Linked DNA regions of Mus musculus: all the other regions are linked to region 1. A link is a contact called in public HiChIP or PLAC-seq data. All regions are on one chromosome and are shown on one strand. The core of a region is the stretch at or near the end of the contact, and the rest is flanking DNA. Distances in the headings are between cores, read along the strand shown.

Region 1 (2,700 bases), core at 73-2,572:
ACAGGTCTGTACCTGAAAGTGAGGATGTGCGCACGTGTGCACACACACACACACACACACACAGAGAGAGAGAGAGAGAGAGAGAGAGAGAGAGAGAGAGAGAGAGAAACACAATATGGATGAGGAAGCAGGCTGACTAGCATGTATGAAGTTGAATGGATCCTGTCCTGTAATCAGATCCTTAGTGGGGACTGCTAATCCCAGCTCTGCTGTCCACAGGGCTAGCCTATGCTTCCAACCGTGTGGTTCTCTCTTTCTCCCTTACGTGGGTCCCAGGGATCAAACTCAGTCATCAGGCTTGTGCAGCAAGTGCTTCTAACTGCCATGGATCTTGGCTCCTGTATTCACTTTTAAATCTTCCCATGAGTGCCCCATGGACAGGGGCTCCAGAAGCAACTTCACCCAGTAGTGCTGGAGTCTCATCTACCACGTTTTATGGTCACAGTGGGGAGGGCTGTTATTGGTTTCTACCAGGGATGGGTGCATAACTCCACACTGGACTCTCATCACAATAGACAATGTCACCATTTGGCAGTGAAGAAGCTGCCTCTATGAACTAGACCATCATGAAGCCAGATCCCATTAATAGCTGAGTTCCACAGAGGCTAAGTAACTGCTAGGCACAGAGCCCAGCCCCTCTGCTACCTGGCCTGAAATGATACTGGCCAGCATTCTCACAACCCAGCGGGCTGCTGGCCCCATGCTCACCGAAGGAGCTCTAGATCCATAGGGGTAGTTTCTCCTGGGGGAAGGTGACCCAGCCCAGATATTCCCAGGCCAGGTAGAAGGGCCAGCTGCCACCTGTTCACACTCCAGGACCAGCTAGGGATGACAGCAGAAAGCCTGCCGCTGTCTCCATGGTAACCCTAGCCAGGCCCTCACTCTTACCCTGATTTCAGGCCCATCACCACATTCTGCTTCTGAGCCCCCAGACTTTCCTGCCGAGAGGAGACCTCTCTGGCCTAGGCAGGGGAATCAACCACCTCCACATGGACACAATACCCACGAAAGCAGAACCCTCGACAAAGAGTCACCTCTTCTTTGAAGGCTTCTACTCTGGACCTCAGTCTTGACAGCTATAAAATGGGACATCTGGGCCTGAGCTTGTCTGTGTGGCCTCCAGCAACCACGGCCGGCCGCCACGCTGTGAATTGACATGCCTTAAGCAAGAGGCTCCAGAAAGATTCGAGTCCCCCTGGGCCAGCTATAAGTGGGCAGGTTCCATCAGGCTTTCTTCCGTTCAGCCTCTGCACTTCCCCAAGAGGGTCTGACTTTCCAAAGAGGTGGCCCAACCCAGTAGCTGCAGAGCTCCAGGGGAGGGGGTGGATCAGGTTACAGCCAGCAGGTCACGATCTGGAGCCATCTGGTAGAGCCCAGCTCCCTGCAGGCTCTCAGGAATGCTGCCAGCCCTATTTTCAGGGGTGTGACCAGCCATGGCGTGGTCCCAGCCTACCCAGCCAGCATCAGGATGCAAAGCAGACCAGTGAGAGGCTCTAGGCTACCCTGCATTCACCTGAAGCTCTGGGAAACACAGGGCTGCCCTGTCCTGGAAGAGAGGCTAGTAGAATCCACTCCCTCATCCTCACACAGGCCTGGCCAGTTTCCCCAGTGTAGGGAAATGCCTCTGGCTTGAGCCCGGCTCTGCTGAGGTCACCCACAGAGGATGAGGCTCCCTGGGTTGTGAAGAAAACCTGCTTTAGTCTTAGCTGGACAAGCCACCGGGGCAGCAGTCTGCCCAAAACAGGTGCTTGTGCAATGTACTCTCCTGAGCAGTGAGTGGGGACAGGGTGGGGCTGCACAAAGCTACCCAAGCTGTATCAGACAAAGGGCCACCCAGTAGGCCCTAAGGCCACAGCTTCTGCCACTGCCCTGGGTCCCTCACTAAGACAAGCCATAGAGGCAAGGGGCCCTGGTGGGGGCCAAAGTCCCTTATGGCTCATACCCTCAGATGGCCTGCTACATGCTGGGCAGAGAGCAGCATTTGGCTGCACAGGGAACCTCAGGCCTTCTATCCAGATGAGGGACTTGTGACCCTGGCTGGCCACTCAGGAGAGGGCCACACAACAGCACAAGTCTAGTATTTAGGTTCAGAACACTTTCTTTCCTTTGAAGCCTCTGGATAAAGCGATCCTATCACTGCCTGGGAGGGTGCACTGCTCTTTCTGTCCCTTGTGACAAAGAGAAGGTAAGAGGTGGGGTCCCAAACCCTGTATCTCTGGGCAAGCCTTTAGAATGGTACCTGCCCTTTAGTTTCAAGCCTACTTGTGAGCTACCTGCCCCACCCTGCCTAGGCTGTTCCTCAACTGCCCCCAGGCTTCCAGATCCCCAGAGATCACTTGGTCCTCCTGGTATGAAGCATGTACTAGTTAGTCCCAAAGAAAAGCTGGCTTTCTTCAGACCACAGCTCTGCCCACGCACATCATGCTAACCCCAGACTTCCCTAAGGATAGGACCTAGGACTCAGGCCCAGAGCCCAAAGAGAGACAGTGCTTTGGGGCCAGGAGCCTATGGGACCCCTCCTTCAAGCATCTATCTATCCCTACCCCAACACCTCTCAAGGATCAAAGCTCATTCAGTCAAGAGTTTTCCACCTAAAATATCAGGAAACACTCCCCACCACCATGGGGGTGGGGCAGGTGTCTTATTAGCTTTTTTTTTTTTTTTTAATGGTGAGCTGTTAATTATCCAAAATACAGAAAT
Region 2 (2,887 bases), core at 344-2,843, 420 kb before region 1:
AAGACAGCTGCAGTGTACTTATATACAATAAATAAATCTTTTTTAAAAATATGTTGGGGGGACTTTTACACTGCCCAGAGCATTATTAGAAAAGCATTATGTGTAGTCCAAACCAAATAAGTCCCTGGCTACCAAACTATTTTCTATACTTGTCTGATTTAACCACATCCACTCCCCAAATAAAAATGAAGTAAAAACCTGGTGGTGCTGCTGCACGGCTTTAATCTCAGCACCGGAGAGGCAGAGGCAGGTGGATTTCTGTGAGTTTGAGGGCATCCTGGTCTACAGATCGAGTTCCAGAACAGCTAGGGCTACACAGAGAAACCCTGTCGTGGAAAAGCAAAACCAGCCACTAACCAATCAAAATGTCAGGAAAAAAAAATGTATGTCAGAAAAAAATGTAAGTAAAAACATACGAGCTTATTTACTTTCCTTAATTTTGTAAGCGAAACTGTTTATACATAGTTCCAATTTAAGAATGAAAGAGAAGTAATACAGAAAAACAATGCTGTAGACCTTCTGGCCTTCAGTAACCACACTTCATTTTAAGTTTTTGTTTTTCAGACAGGGTTGCATGTTGCTCAGACTGGCCCCACACTGGCTACATAGTTGGAAGTGACAAACTGCTCATTCTGTCACCTGTATCTCTTATCTCAGAAGTACTGGGATTGAAGGCATGCATGTTGCACCATACCCAGCTTTGTTTCCAACTGCCCTGTTCGTAGAATTTGTTAGGAAAACACACATTATCTGCAAGCAAGTTATTTATTCTTATCAGATGTTGTCTATTGCTTCAATGAAAACACCATGACCAAAAAGCAAGTTAGGGAGGAAAGGGTTTATTTGGCTTACACGTCTATATTGCTGTTCATTACTGAAGGAAGTCAGGATAGGAACTCAAGCAGGGCTGGAACCTGGAGGCAGAAGCTGATGCACAGGCCATGGAGGGGTGCTGCTTACTGGCTTGTGCAGCTTGCTTTCTTACAGACACCACCAATAAGCCCAGGGGTGGTACTACCCACAATGGGCTGGGTCCTCTCCCACCAATCATTGAGAAAATGCCTTACAGTTGGATCCTATGGAGGCATTTTCTCAAAGCTCCCTCCTTTCAGATAACTCTAGTTTGTATCAAATTGACACACAAAACCAGCCAGTACAGATGTGCTGAACTTTTCTATCAGAAGGGTAGTCCCATGCCAGGCAGGCACTGTAGACAGAGGGTCAGAAGGCCTTGAGAAGTAGGCGGTGCTTTTCCCAGGCCGGGGGAAGGCAGGGAGTTGTAAGTAATCTGGAAAGAGCGTTGCCGATGTGGTCCAGGAAGCTCAAACCCTAGAGGTTGTAACAAGCCCAAAGTCCTACACGCGCGCCCAGCAGCCCCTTTAAAGAAGCACGAACTGCGCGTGCGCCGGAACACACGTCACTACTCTAACTACATATAGCTCGCGGGCTTAGGCTGGACGCCGTGCTCCCTCAACAGATTTTGATTGGATACCGCCTTTCCTAGTGCCTGGTGCAGTTGATAAACAGCTCTATTGTCCATTCGTCGCCCGTTTTGCTCGCAGAGGGTGGAGCCCGGCGATACGGCCAATGGCAGGTGGTTTTGTTGGCGACCACGGCGGTGCAGCCCCGGAGCGAGCTTAGGACAGGCGCCACTGCCGCAGGAGGCGCGAGGTGCGGTGCTGGCGGGTAACGGCGCGGCGGGCGGCTGGCGAGGGACTGGGGCGGAGGAGGCGGAGACGGGGAGGAGTGGGCGGCGCGGGCAGGCCGACGCGCCATGGCGGCGAGCAGAGGCGGGCGGCGACCGGGTCAGAGGTCCGGGTGGCGGGTGGCGGCGGATGGCGGGCCGGTCCCTCCTCCGTGCAGCCCCGCCCCCGGCTGAAGGTCAGCGCGCTTTGTTCCCGCCGCCCGAGAACCCACGCGAAGCGGCGCAGGCGGTTCCTTGAGAGGACAAGGCCTCCCCAGCGAGGTGGGCCTGGGTACGCCTCGTCTCAGACCGCGCCTGGGAAGGAAGGGGTCTACTGGGCCGCCGCCTCGCCCTTCCGGGCTTTGCATGCTCTCCGCACAGTGCCCCGGTCTCTGAGCCAGACCTCACTCTCTGAGCCTGCGGTGGAGGCGGAGCCAGCCTAGTGACACACACTGAGCCTTCAGACCCGGGCGCCCCTAACGGGTTCAGGGTCGTCAGCAGTACCCCTTCTTCCGAGGGTATCCTTGGGGCAAGTTGGCCCGCACTTCCTCCAACTCTGCTTCGCTGCCTCTTGGAGGAATTTCCGCGGTAGCTTCCGGCGCGTGCGCTGCGGTAACGAGCATATGCATATTCCACAGCAAAAAGACTCAAGTTTAAGTTTTTGGTCCAAAAGTTAAATGCTTTTAAGTTACTGCCGCCTTCCTGTCATAGTAGTTGCTTCCTCTCGGTGACTAATCTCCGCTTACTACACACCAGGGGCTCCTTTAAGCTCCTGACGTGTCTTAACTCATTCACAATAGTACGTGATGTAGGTGCAACAGGCTGACTGTGCATTAGCAAGAAACGCCTGGGTTTTGAAGTGGTTCGGTTTGTGGAATATTTGTAGGTCTGACAGATGAGCGTACCTAATCTGGAAATCCAAAATGTGCTCGAAAAGAAGTGGGTTTTGGGACGTTCTGATTTCTTTTCTTCTTCTTCTTTTTTTTTTTTTTTTTTTGGTATAGGAGTATTCGACCTGTATTGCAAATTAAGTCCCTGATAGGTTAAGTGTGATGGTACCTTGCATCTAAATTCAAATAGATTTAATCTGGCTCAGTTTTAATAATAAATGTTTATTATTAAATAAATAACGTATTGAAACAAATATTCAGATGAACAGTAAGATTCAGAGAAAGCAGGGCTTTGATAGGACTAGAGTATAGT
Region 3 (2,874 bases), core at 212-2,711, 510 kb before region 1:
TGAAGAATCCGCTGTGATTAACACGATGCCAGAACTACTAAATCAAAACCTCTGCATTACTGATACTATTGATTCTGGTTAGCTGGAACCAAGAAATTAGTGGTGATTAGGAAGATATCACCAACATTACTTAGGTGAAATCTTCTGGAAAGTGTTTTCCAAGAGCACAAACCTCAGCGTTTTAGTGAGGCTGTGTTCCAGAGAGACCCAAGGTTGTACCTCGTGCTGCGGCTTGACTTAGTAACATGTAAGAGTCACCCAGGTGGTACAGGTTTTGAAGGAATGAAGGGGTCATGGAAAGCAGCTGAGGCTCAGCACTGTGAGAGGCTGTGGAAGTTCACTGGTGAAAGTACAGCCTCAGTCTCAGTTGATGGCCCAGGACTGAAGGGGTCATGCAAAGAAATTGAGGCTTGGCACAATGAATAGAGCCTATGAGAGGCTATTGGTGAAGCCTAGTTGCAGCAGAAGACACCAGTGTTTTGGAGAAGCCAATACCATGAGGCGACCACCAGTAGAGTATAGGCAGCAGTAGAGTGCAGGCAGCTGAACAGTTGGAGTTTGATTTTGCTTTTGATTGTGACTATGCCCTGATATTTTTCCCTCTTGAAGGAAGAAGGTATTTTAGTGGAGCCCACAGTTAAGAGACTTCTAATTGTAAAAAGACTTTGGATTTTAAAAGAGATTGGACATTTTAAAAGGATTGAAATTTTAATATGTAAGAATTTTCAAAGACTGGAACTTTTAAAGTTATTTAGATCTTGGGGATATATAAGAAAGTAAGGATTGAGGCTTAATAGTGATGTGTTTGTGTGTCAAGTTGTGAAAGACTGTCTTCCAAGAAACTAACTTCCTTGTTTTCTTCTGTAAAGTAAGTCTGATGCTTTGAGAAATTACATTCAGATCCAACACCCTCTTGTGTTCGTGTTTGTTTGTTACTCGCCAACTCCTTGCCCACCTGAGTACGGGGACCCTGCCTTCTTCCCCAGGTGGAAAGACTCCGACTGGGTCCAGCTGGTGGCAGTTCATGTCACAGGCCTGAACCCACCTGGACACACTCACTTTCTGTTAGCACAGTCTCATGCCACTGCTGCCAGCACTCTTACTCCCTTACATTCTGGTCCTCCACACCAGCTCGAAGGCAAGTGATTCTCTGCTAATACAAAATACATTTTTCTCTATGCTCTATTTAGTGTATATATTCTCAAACAAGTAATTTAACAAAAACAAGTTTTCTAACTCAGATATGACCAATTGATATAGCTCTCAATCTTGTCAGAAGTTGCCAATTATTAATATCTTTAAGTTTATGACAGACAGAATCTCCCAAAGCCTAACAGCTTACCCAACAAGGTCTCAGAAGATATAGACACATCTACAAGAGGCTGTTTGGATTGTGGTATGATAACCATTGAGAAACACTGTGGACAAGACTGGATATCCTAAGAGTCAACTGACTCATATTGCCTAAGTCAAGGTGAGTCATTTCTCATTTCACATGTTATCTGTTCCACAGAGAAAAGGCTCTTTGTCTTCTGGGCTTGAAAGCCAGACTAACTCTACCCAAGTCGCCATGAGACCACAGGGAACTGTTTAGGTAGTGGATTATAGATGAACTCTGTCATTTTTAATTAATACGTGACTTCTAGATTATAATTTATTCATCCCCACATTTCTGACTACATTGACAGATAACGTAGCTGTAGCTTGACAGCTAGAAAACAGACCTAGCTCCTTACCCTAAGGCAATCTACAACTATATTTACTCATTAATAAATTCATTAACTATCTAAGATGCCAGATTTCTTACAGACTTCATGATAAATGATATATAAGTTCAGATACAGGCTTTCACAGATGTAATCTGTTACTTCCTTACCTAAACTTTGTTTCCATTGACAAAATGTCTCATATTTCCTCTCCTTGCTATACCACTGCCCTAACATTAAATATCTCCACTATACAATCCAATTGAATAGTCACAAATTCAAATTTTAAGTTTTCTTTGGTTGTCTTTTAACTAAATTTAAAGTGATGTATATTCAGTCTCCTAGACAAGAGGAAAAGACCCTTGATCCTTCTGCTCCAAAAATGGCTCTTCTTAAGGATTCTTCATGTTGTTAGCTCATGTTGTTATTTCTTTTGTAAACTTATAAGCTACAGGAAAACCACGCAGTTCTATCTCTCATGGACCAAATAGACTCCATCCAGATAAGTACATCTGCTAATCAATAGCCTAAAGTTCCCACTTATTACCTATTCTAGAGGGTGGGATTCCTCTGGGTTTCAATGTACATCTAAGAAAAAAAAATCTCTTTTTCCCAAACATACGTAATCTTTTTCTCTACCTATAGTGTGTGTGTGTGTGTGTGTGTGTGTGTGTGCGTGCTTCAGCATCTTGTCAAGTCCAGGTGCTTACTACATCTAGGACAGCTCTAGAGAAGCAACTTCCAGATGCTCCAATCTCCTCTCACAGACACAGATCCTTCTACTAGACTTGTTTCTTCTGATCTATCCACAGACAGTCCACAGACCCTGGACAGCAAGGAAAAAGTCAATTCTCCTAAGACTGAACCAACATTCCCATACCCTCTTTCCTAGGTTTCCTAGAGATACATGGCCCCAAAATCAGCAGGAAGTAGATAAAGATCACAACAACCCTATTCCTGCTCCACCATCACCTCTTTCTAATTTTTTCTTTTTAATTAAATCAAAATGGGGGAATGTTAGCATTTTGTCTAAGCTCTACCCCACAGTTACTTAGCAATGGCCAGGTATGCCTGACTCATTATAAAAGGGGCTGCTTGCCCCCTCCACTCTCTCTTGCTCTTTCCTTCTTGCTCCTTCTCTGTTCTCTTGCCCCTTCCCTGCTCTCTC

The links. HiChIP or PLAC-seq counts read pairs in DNA pulled down with a chosen protein or histone mark.
Region 2: an H3K27ac HiChIP or PLAC-seq map of embryonic stem cells shows a contact between it and region 1, with 3 times the contacts expected there. The contact joins the promoter of Nap1l4 here to the enhancer-like site in region 1. A contact is called at or near these places in 5 of 39 promoter capture datasets (the 3T3-L1 cell line, cranial neural crest, embryonic stem cells and 2 more), 7 of 115 datasets of contacts at active chromatin or transcription factors (T-cell acute lymphoblastic leukemia, embryonic basal ganglia, embryonic stem cells and 1 more) and 4 of 9 other capture datasets (adipose tissue, embryonic stem cells, liver and 1 more).
Region 3: a contact with region 1 is called in a FOXA1 HiChIP or PLAC-seq map of pancreatic cancer cells. The contact joins two enhancer-like sites. A contact is called at or near these places in 1 of 39 promoter capture datasets (hippocampal neurons) and 1 of 115 datasets of contacts at active chromatin or transcription factors (pancreatic cancer cells).

What each region holds. Positions count from the first base shown.
Region 1 is chr7:143,123,138-143,125,837 of GRCm38.p6, reverse strand. All of the region lies in intron 1 of Kcnq1 (potassium voltage-gated channel, subfamily Q, member 1), which reads right to left. Among named protein-coding and RNA genes, the nearest start is that of Gm28821, 16 kb to the left of the region's middle. Within about 2 kb of position 1,322, at least 76 of the 459 cell types and tissues checked have an H3K27ac peak or open chromatin away from gene starts, as enhancers often do. A contact at or near this core is called in embryonic stem cells and pancreatic cancer cells, where this site is marked.
Region 2 is chr7:143,547,826-143,550,712 of GRCm38.p6, reverse strand. It overlaps Nap1l4 (nucleosome assembly protein 1-like 4), which reads left to right and starts at 1,593. Exons shown (of 16, transcript NM_008672.3): 1 at 1,593-1,671.
Region 3 is chr7:143,630,293-143,633,166 of GRCm38.p6, reverse strand. No RefSeq gene overlaps it. Among named protein-coding and RNA genes, the nearest start is that of Tnfrsf26, 3.9 kb to the right of the region's middle. Within about 2 kb of position 1,461, at least 38 of the 459 cell types and tissues checked have an H3K27ac peak or open chromatin away from gene starts, as enhancers often do. A contact at or near this core is called in pancreatic cancer cells, where this site is marked.